Linked DNA regions of Capsicum annuum: region 1 is linked to region 2. The links are chromatin contacts, called in public Hi-C maps. All regions are on one chromosome and are shown on one strand. The core of a region is the stretch at or near the end of the contact, and the rest is flanking DNA. Distances in the headings are between cores, read along the strand shown.

The links. A called contact is a pair of places that touch in the nucleus more often than the background predicts.
Region 1: a Hi-C map of leaf shows a contact between it and region 2, with 2.1 times the contacts expected there. The contact joins two enhancer-like sites. A contact is called at or near these places in 3 of 5 Hi-C or Micro-C datasets (leaf and pericarp).

Annotation. Positions count from the first base shown.
Region 1 is chr6:219,904,665-219,911,261 of UCD10Xv1.1, reverse strand. LOC107875629 (putative phospholipid:diacylglycerol acyltransferase 2) reads right to left here. Exons shown (of 6, transcript XM_016722417.2): 4 at 6,463-6,597; 5 at 5,789-6,051; 6 at 4,852-5,659. The coding sequence ends at 5,176. LOC107875628 (protein saal1) reads left to right here. Exons shown (of 11, transcript XM_016722416.2): 3 at 249-314; 4 at 456-595; 5 at 1,026-1,152; 6 at 1,828-1,979; 7 at 2,316-2,451; 8 at 2,714-2,798; 9 at 2,898-3,160; 10 at 3,439-3,575; 11 at 3,812-4,405. The coding sequence ends at 3,836. Among protein-coding and RNA genes, the nearest start is that of LOC107875629, 6.8 kb to the right of the region's middle. Within about 2 kb of position 4,526, at least 3 of the 5 cell types and tissues checked have an H3K27ac peak or open chromatin away from gene starts, as enhancers often do. A contact at or near this core is called in leaf, where this site is marked.
Region 2 is chr6:219,831,306-219,837,597 of UCD10Xv1.1, reverse strand. LOC107875634 (DDT domain-containing protein PTM) reads right to left here. Exons shown (of 10, transcript XM_016722421.2): 10 at 5,102-6,292. The coding sequence ends at 5,606. LOC107875633 (AP-2 complex subunit alpha-1) reads left to right here. Exons shown (of 27, transcript XM_016722420.2): 12 at 55-143; 13 at 362-467; 14 at 565-630; 15 at 709-815; 16 at 899-1,003; 17 at 1,108-1,228; 18 at 1,410-1,589; 19 at 1,682-1,924; 20 at 2,286-2,366; 21 at 2,442-2,606; 22 at 2,709-2,795; 23 at 2,875-3,000; 24 at 3,176-3,256; 25 at 3,360-3,431; 2 more. The coding sequence ends at 4,173. Among protein-coding and RNA genes, the nearest start is that of LOC107875634, 11 kb to the right of the region's middle. Within about 2 kb of position 4,892, at least 4 of the 5 cell types and tissues checked have an H3K27ac peak or open chromatin away from gene starts, as enhancers often do. A contact at or near this core is called in leaf, where this site is marked.

The DNA of each region.
Region 1 (6,597 bases), core at 3,277-5,776, 74 kb before region 2:
ATATCCACTATACACTTATCTTAAGAAAAAAAGGATGAAAGTACTGATAAGTGTTCCTAGTTGTGAGACTACACTGGGTATGTTGTTGCTGTTGTATTTGTACTCAATTCCTTGTCTTTCTCTATTTGGAGTTCGGTCTCGTGCGGGGTTGGGGGATTGAATTTGCTCTTATTGGTGGGTGGATGGCCTTCCATATGCACACGTGCACTGCTCTAGTCTTTAGAGGGATGATTAAGTTCTATGTGCAGGTTGAAAACTTTGCTCTTGAAGTGCTTTTGGCGACTCTGATGGTCTCAAAATCTTCACGGATTACTGTAAGTCTTCCTTTATTCGTCTGTTAGATCCTTCCTTTTTGAAGTTTACTTATGTTAAATTTTGGTCTTCTGGTGACCACATAGAGCTCAACTTGAGAGATGGTCGAATTTATATTTGATGAAGTCATTACGTGTAAACAGGAAATTAGCCTTGGTATTATTGGGAACCTAGCTTGCCATGATGTTCCGCGAAAAAAGATCACTTCTACGAATGGTCTGATTGGAGCAGTGTTGCAACAATTGTTTCTAGATGACACACCATGTCTTTGTGAAGCATGCCGGTACAATATTACTTTATGACAAAATTAGTAATTGATTCTGCCCTAATATTTTTTATCTTGTGATGTATAACTTAAGCCACATTGCTTTTTTTTCTACCTCTTTTTGGGGGGTAGGTGACTGATGCCAACACCAATGGTAGTAATATTTATATTGCAGTGCCATCATGGAGAATAGCATTCTTATGCTTGTTACTGTTAATCTGGAATCATTGTCATGTTGTTCCTTACTGTTAAGTATTACTCTTTTTTTGATTGCAATCCACCATATCCTTGTGAAAGTCCTGTACCTTTGACTTGATGATCCCATTTCAGTATAGTAATGCACGGGAGTTATTTTTCTTTTCTGGGAACATGTGATAAGATGCATTTTAGTTTCCTTAGCCTTGGCTTTATCTCGATCAAATTTTCTTATAGTTGACATTGCCTACAGGCTGTTAACTTTATTTCTTCCAAGCGACGAAAGTGTTTTTTTGGCGGAAGCTCTGCAACCTGAACAAATTTTATCTCGTATTTTATGGATTGTAGAGAACACTTTGAACGTCCAGCTTCTTGAGAAGGTAGCATTGACTCTGGCTTCAATTTTCCATGTAGCTTTTTATTTTTCAGTGTTGGTTCACTAGCCTGCTTCCGACTTTCTTGAATCTGGGGGTCTTGCAATTTTAAAACTGGTGTATATTTTCCTTGTTGGATGAGTATATATGGAAATTGTTTGTATTTATCGCTGACTTTGACCCTATGTCAAATAAATGTCTCATTCCAATGTAGGACTTGCGAACCTGCAAATGTGGTGTGTCCTGAAAATTACTATTGATATCCAGGAAATGTGGTATACCTGAGAGTTTATTTTCTATTTTACTGTTCCTCCCAAAAGAATTTTATTTTTTAAACAAACCATGACAGGAATAGACTTCCAGATACATCTACCCATGACTGCTCTAGAAGTAAAAGAGTTGACTTTTTTATTGCAATATAAAGATTAGTTTACTGTTACCAACCATAGCAATGTCTTTGAATCAAATGCAATTCAAGGATGGTGGTATTTGGTAAGAGTATCTTTCTGATGGATAAAGTCATTAAACTCCTAATCTGTTAGTTTTGTTGAAAGAGATCTAATACCACACTTTGTCCTTCTGACATGTTCTTCTGTTATGTTTTTAAATATCTTTTGTGTTGCTTTCTATACTGTTATTGCTCAGCATTTGCATTTGATGTAAATTTTTTCTTCTCTACAGAGCATTAATCTTCTCTTAGCAATAGCAGAAAGTAAGCAGGATGTTGTTGCAATATTGCTACCACCACTGTTTAAGTTAGGCCTCCTAAGAATTCTGGTTGATCTCCTATCTGTCGAGATAAGCAAGTTAATGGAAGAAAGATCACCTGAAAGGTCTGTCCTTTCTTATCTTGGGTTGTCCTTTTCAAGGAGAAGCTGTTTAATTGTTTCTCCATTCACTGCTAATATGATTGCTAATTATTGCATACATATCTTCAGGACATTATTACTTGGCATGTTATACTTTTCTTTAATATTTTTCATGTTAAACTTTATTTGTATCATGTGCAGTCAATAGAACATAGAAACATATCGCAATTCATCATTGTTCGCAGTCATCCTCCTTCCCTCCCTCACCCCTGGCCCTCATGCTCTAATGCCCATGCATGGGGGCTTCCTTTAAATTATCATCTGTGATGAACCTTCAACTGATTTGTGATTATGTCTCAGGTGTTCTATTCTAGATTTGATTCTTCAGACTATTGAAGCACTTTCTGTCATTGATGATTATTCACAAGAAATCTGCTCAAACAAGGAACTCTTCCAGTTACTTGTTCAGTTGATCAAGCATCCGGATAAAGCTGAGGTATGATGTTAACAACTGGCAGAACCTTCTCATTTATATCCTTGCGTATTACAAATTGAGCTAAAGATCAGCGAAAGCACATTTTCCCTTTTTATGGATCTAGCAAACAACTTGGGAGAATAAAATGTGGAAGTAAACAATAAAATAGGTGGCATAGAACTTTATCTATTAAAACAAAAGAAGAAGAATCGTGGTGTAGAAACATTATAGCAATATTTGAGTTCTTAAGTAGAGGAATTTTTAATGTATGCATTGCCTGCAGTTTGCCCACTCTTGCGTTACTGCTTCAGTTTTGACAGCAAATATTCTGACTGATGCAACTTATCTGGCTTTGGAGATATCACAAGGTGAGAGTTCATAATCACATCAACATATGCTAGTCTGATTTTGTTGGCCTTAGTTTATGTTAATTTATCAAATCAGTAATGACTCCTGGATTATTTCAGACAGGCTTTTCTTACAGGGTTTAGTTGATGTGTTTCCTTTTGCTTCTGATGATATCGAAGCACGAAGTGCAATTTGGAGCATTCTTGCAAGGTTACTGGCTCGAATTCTGAAAACTGATATGAGTCCTTCAGATCTGCACCAGCATGTCTCAGTTCTTACAAGCAAGTCAGAGGTGGTTGAAGATGAACTTCTTAACTACAATGTTGATGATTCCAGCGAAGACCATAGAGGTTCCACCAAATTAATATCAAGAACATTTGCTGTATCCTTTTTCATATATATATTCAGAAATATTTTCTTCTTTGGAGATGAATGAATTTTCTTAAGTAAACCACTATCCAATGGTATGCTCACTGGTATCCACATTTCTTTTTCTAAAAGTGATGTTACCTTCTGGTAGTATTGGAATGGAAGGTAGAGCACAATAATGCATATGGAGGATTCCCATAGCGAGAACCAACTAGTTTGGGATTGGGACATAATTAATCAACTGATTTATATATTACATTCCGAATTCTGTTATCCTTTATTGATGAATAGCTAAACCGAATTGTTGAAATTTTAAGTCAATGGAGAACCCTTGATGACCACTTGAAGGAAACTCTTTCTATGGAGGGATGCTATGTCAGTGAAAGAGATGTCGATAAAATGTTGCACTACTGTTGCAAATATGCCAAGTAAGACCTATTTTTACTTTCTATCCTGTTACCATCCTATATGTTATCCAGACGTGCTTGAGAATTCTTATGCTGTTTGGAGATTTTTGACTGTTTCGTAAACCAATTTCAGAACTATCTCTTCCCTATCTTGTTTCATGGTTGTGTTACTACTTCATATGAAACGAGCAAAATGTTTGCTAAGCTGCTTTTACAATCTTCATTTCAATGTTAATGATTTACCCTGTTCCCCACAGGTCTACTGCAGGAACTCATGGATGATCCAATTATTGACAAACGATGAAGTAAGATAGTGCTCATCTATCTTTTATCTGGCAATCTTGATTCTCGGGGTAATACAGCGAAGCAGGAATCACCTCACTTCAAGATATCTCTCTGGAAGGATTTGCGGAGAATGTGTGGTTGCCTGATGTTGTAAAAGTGTCACAATATACAAGTGTTGGCTTGTTTAGTATCCTTGAAAAGCTCTTCTTTTTGGATGAGACTTTGTCCCAGCTTAGTGTTTAGCTATCCTGCCCTCTAGCTACTTGGGAGTTGTCCCTGATAAATACAGGTAGCTTAGGTAGCTCGAGAAAGTGTTCATTACAACAGTCCCATTTGGAGATTATCGCCATTCCACCCACCAATCCTTGTAGAATTGTTCCAGAGCATTGTGCAGTTTGCCTAATTCGCTTTAGTTGATTATTCTATTTGGTGGAAAGAAAAAACAAAGAGTTTGGCAGTCCAATGTTTTTCTGTAGTATGTACATGATCTTACACTTGTTTGTTTATACCTCAAGACAAAATTCTGGACTTGTTAGTGGTCTATGGAAAGAGCCAACTTTGTTCTGTGGATTGACTCTTTAGATTTTATTCATTGCCTGCCAATGACATGATTTTGACTCCAAGATTTCAATAAGGTTATGATGCATGCGACGATTTTCTTGTTGGTAGCGTGGATAAAACCTGGTTTTTTCTCATGGAACGGGCAGTTTTTTTTTTTCCATCTAGCAATCTGTAAGAAGAGGCTTTGGAACTCGAACTTTGAAATGGTACTCAAAGTAATTTCTCTCTTAGATGGAACTTGATTAGTAGAAAAAATAAAAACAAAACTATGTATCATCCAAGTGTTCCTTCAGTAGTTTACGTCTAAAGTAATACCGTTCAAAAAATTTAATTTCGGCTCTGCTTTTGTAGTTCGCAGCAAGATAAGAATTTTAAGTTTTCACGAGTGACGCCCCAGGCAAATGTTACCTTGTCCAAGGCAAATGTACTTCAAAAGAGAAATTTACCACAATGATCGTTAACGCCTGAGGAGTTTTACTCAACTTGATTAGAGAAACTGAGAATTTATCATTAGTAGATTACGTAGGTCAGAAATTAAATGCTACTGTCTGAGTTAGAAACTTAGAATCAATGTCAATGTTGCCCCATAACCACCTGATTTACCCTGATTCTTTCTTGGAGCTCTCTCAAGTCATTTGTCATAAAAAACCTATCAAGTTTGTCTCCTGAGTTGTGTCCGGCAACGCCATTAACAACACTAGCGTACTCATCTTTACTCCGACATCTTTTAAACTCTTTCCCGACCTGTACTTTGTTCTTCATCATCCATATACTCTCATAGCTGAATATCTATCTGTTCCGACATTTCTATGATACCCGAATAAATTCTATCACCACCTAACTCTGTACCTGAGGCACCAGCAGCAACTCGTAGAACATCCTCGATCAAGGCAAAGTTCCCAAGAATGTCAACATGGGTACCACTCTCTGTGCCTCTACCTTCTAGCAGACTGGATGGTGGCTTGTGCTGGTATTCTCTTACGTAAGAAGCAATGCCCGAGGGGTTGAAACGTGTCTTGCCTCGCCATCCTTTTGCGCACATGAAGCCAGCACTTAAGACTGGTACGCTATCATCGCCATCGACAAAGTATACTCCACCACTCAAGCAGCCATTATGGCTTCCGTCTGCAGAGGTATCAATTTGAAGAGGAATGCTCTTGCATCTGTCAGAAGGTGACATCTTGTAGACATACGATCTTTCCGTGGGCATTCCCACTCCATATGAACAGAAAATCTCCATCTCAGGAGCATCTGGCAACCTGAAAATGGAAGATTGGCTTCATTAGTGTATGGTTGGCTTATTGCATCAGAATTAGTAAAGTGACAGAGGTGCGTTCAATGAAGCAATAGAATGGGGGACAGTAGATTCACTACATATTCACACTTACATGGTTTCAAGTGGATTTGACCAGTACTTGTAATGACTATATTTTGGATCTTCCAAGTTCTCTGCTAATCCATGGGAGAAGTGTGCCTCAGCACGCTGCATCGCTTTTGGTGCTACAAACCTGAGGAGATGTATTAGAGTTCTTGCCGTGTAGGCTTTGTTTTCAGTCACTCTCTTGATGTTCTCTCGACTCATCTCATCATACTCTGTCAACAACTCTTCACACGATGTGCTGGAAACAGGCGCATACTCATGCACAAATTTCTGTTAATATTCAACAATGCATGCAGAGTCACTAAATGACGGACTGGAGAGCAAAAACTACTATTTATTCTGTTTAAGTTACACCACCACCCTAAAAAGAGAAAAAAGATTCAGTTCCATGCATATTTAGTGAATCAGAGGAATGAAAGAGCAACATAAGACATATTATTGTTAAGCCGTTAAACCTTTAGTCGTGATGATTCATATTAACCGACTCAAACTAGCTTCAAATTGAGGCATTGTTGTTGTTTACGGTCGAGAAATCCCCTCTAGTGTACTCAAACCAGTAATACATGTTCACAGCGATCAGCAATCGTTTTAAGTCTTATATAGTCTATTATCTTCTCTAAAATAGTGAATGACATATCTGAATGCAAATATCAGGCAGAAGGTAGAACTCGAAGCTGTTACCTTTGGATCAACAAAAGAGAGCTGTGAAGAAGGTATCTCGGACGCTGTCTTCCCAAATGATATTAATCTTCCATATTTCACCAGCTCTTTTACCTGGATACTCCTCCGAGGGTCAGTATTATTTCCGTCGTTCTC
Region 2 (6,292 bases), core at 3,643-6,142:
AAAATGTTGAAGAAGATAAAGAGGAAATATGCAACTAACATTATGTGTTTTCAGTATCTCAATACAGCAGAGTTCGTGATGCGTGAAGAACTGTCGCTTAAAATAGCAATTCTTGCAGAGAAGTTTGCTCCTGATCTGTCATGGTATGATATTGATATGGAACAGAAAATGCACATTGTTGTCAATACTATGTACTACTCTTGAGAGATTGTTTGATGCAAAAATTTTGTTTTTTCATGTGTGTAGTTAGCTCTAGCCTTTACTTTTTTCTGAGCATTCAGATCTAGATGTTTCTGAGAGCTGTTCCCTTGCTGGTATAAGATGTGATGACATCTAAGAGTATATCCTGTTTTACATGCAGGTATGTTGATGTCATCCTTCAATTAATTGACAAGGCTGGTGATTTTGTCAGTGATGACATTTGGTTCCGTGTTGTGCAATTTGTTACGAACAACGAAGATCTTCAGGTAACTATAGTTGTCCTTCACTGGTGCAGTGTGGTCTCAGCTTCTTTGTAGGTGGAGTTTGGTATGCTCTGTCTTATTTTCAAACTTCTTTCCTCAGCCTTATGCAGCTTTGAAAGCCAGAGAATATCTTGATAAGCCTGCCATTCATGAAACAATGGTGAAGGTGCGTTCTTTTGCTATAACACGTTACCCTGTTAATGTTAATGAAAAAATTATAAACCCTTTCACCATGATGGAGCAGGTAAGTGCATATATACTTGGAGAATACAGCCATCTTCTTGCCAGAAGGCCAGGATGTAGTCCAAAGGAGATCTTCAGCCTCATTCATGAGAAGCTTCCTACTGTTTCGTAAGGGCATTTCAACATTTGATCTCGTTTTTCCATTAATTTCTGGTTTTTTCTGTTATCTTAACACCAGTTATACTGTTCAGGACTTCAACAATACCTATTCTTCTTTCGACGTATGCAAAAATTTTGATGCACACACAACCACCAGATTCGGAGCTACAGAATCAGATATTGGCAATATTTAGAAAGTAAGATTTTAGACTGATGTAATTTGTGCCTCCTATGTGTTATTCATTGTGCCTATATATCCAAATGTATTCAGCTAATGGATAGAACTGCACAAATATCCTAGATATGAGAGTTGCATCGATGCTGAAATACAGCAACGAGCTGTGGAATACTTAGAGTTGAGTAAGAAAGGTGCAGCTTTAATGGATGTTTTAGCTGAAATGCCCAAGTTCCCTGAGCGACAGGTACGCAAGCAACTTTAAATTTGATTAATTACAATCTGTACTGTGTTTGCATAATTAACCTTCGGATTTTTGAGGGATGGCCTTCAGCTGCATTATGGCCTCACAAGAGCACAATTTATCGTTTTATTCTTTTACTTTTTGAGTTGTTATTGATTTAGCCACAAATTCTCTTTGGATGTAGTCCTCTTTAATTAAAAAAGCAGAAGATACCGAGGCTGATACTGCTGAACAAAGTGCTCACAAGTTGCGTACACAGCAGCAGACCTCTAATGCTCTTGCAGTAACAGATCAACCCTCTGCTAATGGTACTCCACCAGTCAGCCACCTTGGTCTAGTGAAGGTTCCAAGCATGACCAACACAGTAAGTTGTTTCTCGCACCATTATACTGAAGTGAGGATTTAATTATTTATCGGTGAGTATAAGCCCGCAATTAACATTTGCTACATGCTCAGGATCGTAACTTAGCAGATCAAGGGGAGACTGAGCCAAATGGAACTCTGAGTGTTGTGGATCCTCAACCTCCTTCAGCACCTTCACCTGATGTTCTGGGAGATCTTTTAGGTCCATTGGCTATTGAAGGCCCTCAACCTGATGGTGCCCAACCTGCCCATAATTTGGGCTCCGGTGTTGGCGTTGCTCCAAATGCAGAGGATGCACTAGCACTTGCACCTGTTGAAGAGACTGCAACTGTCCAGGTGCTGCCTCTGTCCAACTTTGGTTATTTGCTTTATCTTCTGGCTTTCATGTGATGACTTCTAAACTTTGTGAAAGAAAGATGCTGCCCTCTCCTTCTGTCTGGTTCTGATGGTTATTTAACTGAAATTAAATAAGCTCCAAGTAGTGTTTGGCTAGTAATAGGGGCCTTCCTGCCATGACCACAAATATATGTATCTGGCCATTGGAAGTTCTTTTAACTGATCTCAGTTTAAGTCTGTTATGATCAACATTTCAAATTCAGAGTTTTTTTTTTTTGCCGCATTTATAATCTCACTGCAGTTTCCCTCATCATCTCTAACTCATGCTTTTGACCATCTTATTTATGATTCATGGTTGTAGCCTATAGGAAATATTGCAGAAAGGTTTCATGCCTTGGTCCTCAAAGACAGTGGTATACTGTATGAGGATCCTTATATTCAGGTACTTACTCTTTTTTTTGTTTCTGTCCTTGATAGACTTTTCAGCACGTAGTTTATTTTATTTGCATGATTCCAGATCGGCATAAAAGCAGAGTGGCGAGCACATCATGGAAGACTAGTCCTCTTCTTGGGAAATAAGAATACGGCTCCGCTTATTTCGGTTCAGGCTCTGATATTGCCCCCATCTCATCTAAGAATGGAACTGTCATTAGTACCCGAAACAATTCCTCCTCGTGCACAGGTTAGGTTATTATTGCGCTGCTATTAGGAGAGGACTTCATGCACTTTGTCCTGGTCAGTCTTTTTTCATCTTTTGATTACCTAGTGAAATGAACTCCTGCAGGTTCAATGTCCTCTCGAAGTAGTCAACCTCCGTCCAAGTAGGGATTTGGCGGTTCTTGACTTCTCATATAATTTTGGGGCGCAGTTGGTATGAGACATTTATTTTCTGATCATCAATTCACTGTTCTTATAGTTATATGTGTATTCATGTAGATGTGCATTTACAGGTCAATGTTAAACTTCGACTTCCTGCCATCTTGAATAAGTTTCTTCAGCCTATATCAGTTTCTGCAGAAGAGTTTTTCCCACAGTGGAGATCACTATCTGGGCCACCATTGAAGCTCCAAGAAGTGGTATGTCTTTTTCAATTCTTGCTTGACTTGGGGAATATACATATATCCCTACAATCTATATGTACGAGAATAAGAAAATTAATAGTAAAATCTGGAACTTTCTCTACCTTTGTATATGTAGTTTGCATTGTAATCCCAATTACCATCTCTAACTTAATTATCAAATATGGACCAGGTTAGAGGTGTAAGGCCAATGTTACTTCCGGAAATGGCAAACTTGTTCAACAGTTTACGCTTGATGGTTTGTCCAGGGCTAGTAAGTTTTTGATCTTTAATCTTTCTTCAATTTTGATTCTGTCCATGTGAATTATGGGTTCCATAATAATTCATTAAATTGCACTTTCTGATTTCTTATTCAGGATCCAAATGCAAATAATTTGGTCGCTAGCACAACTTTCTACTCTGAGAGTACACGAGCCATGTTGTGTTTGGTAAGCTAGAGGTCTTGTGGTTTCTATGCCTTAATGATTCTGTTAAATGACCTTAGTGGGAAAGTGATTCAATTAGATATCGTATGACTTGTATTTGTATGATTTCAACATAACCATTCATTGTCAATTTTGGTACCTTGTTTTTTCATTTAAGAAAGATCTATGCTGAATATATAGCAGAAGAGGTTATTGTACCTTGCTCTATTTTGTTCTTCTTGACCAAATGTTTAGTTCTTTCTTGGGGTTGAAAAAAAAATTTGCATTGCAACTGTGACTGAATAGAGCTGTTCACAATCTTTTACAATAGTCTCTAGCAAAATTGTCATTTCCTTCTGATGCATGTTCTTTCCTAGGATGTCAACAGTATAATGTATGGTACAGTCGAAACTATAGAACCATGCAACTATTATCTAACTGCTGTTGTTGTATACAGGTAAGAATAGAAACAGATCCAGCTGATAGAACTCAATTGCGTATGACAGTTGCTTCTGGAGATCCTACTCTGACATTCGAGTACGACCAAAATGTGCATTTGTAATGTGACTTTTGGTTCCTTACCAACGTACTATTAACTTTTGAACTTCCTTCTCACTGTAGGTTGAAGGAGTTCATTAAGGAACAATTGGTTTTTATCCCTACAGCCCCCACAGCTGCTGCACCACTAGTTCCACCTCAACCTCAGCCAACCTCTCCACCTCCACCAGTATCAGACCCCGGTGCGCTACTTGCTGGTTTGCTTTAAGTGGTTTCCAATTTGTGGTGGACTTTGACCACAAACGACAGCTGTAAAATTTGTTTATATTGCACACCCACACGTCCCAAATACAAGATGGACATTGAGAAACGGGATGCCAGGGCTGGCGGAAGAGAGGGTGAGACTTCTGATCGACATATCATAACATTGGACTTCTGGGACGTTAAATCGGAGTTTTGAGATTCTTTTGCACAAATATCTTGTGCTTTTGTGAGGTCTGTAGTCTTTAGATGTGAGGGTCTATTTATTCTTTTCTTTCTTTTCCTTAAATTTTATATTTGCCTTTAGTCAGGCCTTACACAATCGGTTCTCTAGCATTAATAACTCGGGGTGTTTGTAAGTTCCACATTGGTTTGTCCCTATGTATTTTAGTTCCCTATGATTATAATTAGGAAAAAAGATACAGAGCGTCGATTGAATTTCTTGCCCATTGTTGTCTTGAAGATGTGTTAAAGTGTGTTACATGATAAAACTCAATAATCTAAATGGAGCTTATGCTGAAGAAGTGTTTGTTAATTCAACAGCACATAGGATTATTTTGCATTTCGCTATTGCTTGTCTTTATCTCTGAAAGCTATTAAGGCTAATGGATGAAAGTGCAGCATAAAAGAACCATTGTGTCAGAGTGATACCTGAGTTCTGTTCACACTTCTGATGCTTTCTAGCATACTGATGTCATTCTCAAAGATTTGACTTTACATCGTAACTGAACGAGACGTGGAGAATAAAATATTATGGTGGTGGTCATATTAAGCTGCACTATAGTAGTCGTCGAGCTATGCAGAAAGCAAAAGATAACAGAACGACGTGATGGATCATGCTACCATATGATATCGTTAATTCCAGAAGAACAGTCGAGATAAAGAATGCAGTAGTATTTAAAATTCTAGGCAAGGTTGGTGTACAATTGCAAAGATAAGAAGAATCACTTGATCATTTGACTGTAAAATCATAAGCCACCAAGTACATAAATTCTATCCATCACAAGTGTCCCATTTCAGTTTAAATTTATAGTTCTTCCGGTCATGTTTAAAAAAATACTATAAAGAAAAGAACTGGTACCTGTAGACCTCTTTTTACAGTAAAAATATCAGATAAGCACCAATGGAAAGGGTTGCTTATCCGTCAAGGCTGGAGCAAATTACCACAACCTCCTAATAATCTTTTCCTAAAAGAATCTGTGCATGATTAGCTTTTCTGAATCAACTCATCACAGGAAAATTATACCCTTTTTACGACAAAATCAGTCCTAACCAAACGATGGAACTTGATTAAAAGTTCCTTGGCAGACATCACGAGTGGCTTGCTCATTTTGATTCATTCTCCAATTGTGATGTAAAGTATCAATGGTAAGCCCCTTCAATCAGCCATTATGCATGCCCAAGATGCAACACCTTACATAGTGAAGATTCAGCAACAATTATCTCCATTCCCTACAGTTGCCACACTTCCAATCATCTTCTCCAGACTCCTCTTCATTCCATGGTGAACAATAACGGTGGATCCATATATCACATGTTTCACAACAAAGATCAGGGAGTGGTTCGTTACGTGAACACATCTTACAAGTAACTGCAAAAGCATCAGCAGATATTCTGCTAATTGCAGACTCGTGCTTGACATAAGACGTATCAGCATTCTTATCAGGTAGAAACCTTGATGATGTTTCACCCTTCTTGTTTAAAGTGGCTAACGAGTCAACTCCATCCAATGGACCAAGATCATCAGATGCAAGTAAATCATTGAAAGCGAAACATGTCTGAGGCTCAAACTCCATATACTTGCATTCATGACCATCTTCGTCGGAACACTCCCTTGAAGTATCCATTTCAACTATAGAAGGGGTGAATAAATCAACATTTGATGGAGTATTTGCAAAAGGAGTATCTGAGTCCTTCTCAAGTCTTACATGTGTCCTTACTAGCTGTCTAGCAGCCAGTTCAACATGAATTGGCATTTCTTCTGTAGGAACCATTGTGTTTCCTCCAAGAGGAGTGGATAACTCAGAAGAAGATTTCAAATCAGTATCATAAGTTTCAGCATTCAGTTCACAATCACCCACTGTAAAGTGCTCAGTAAGCTCTGCAACAGTGGAAACAAGAGGCTT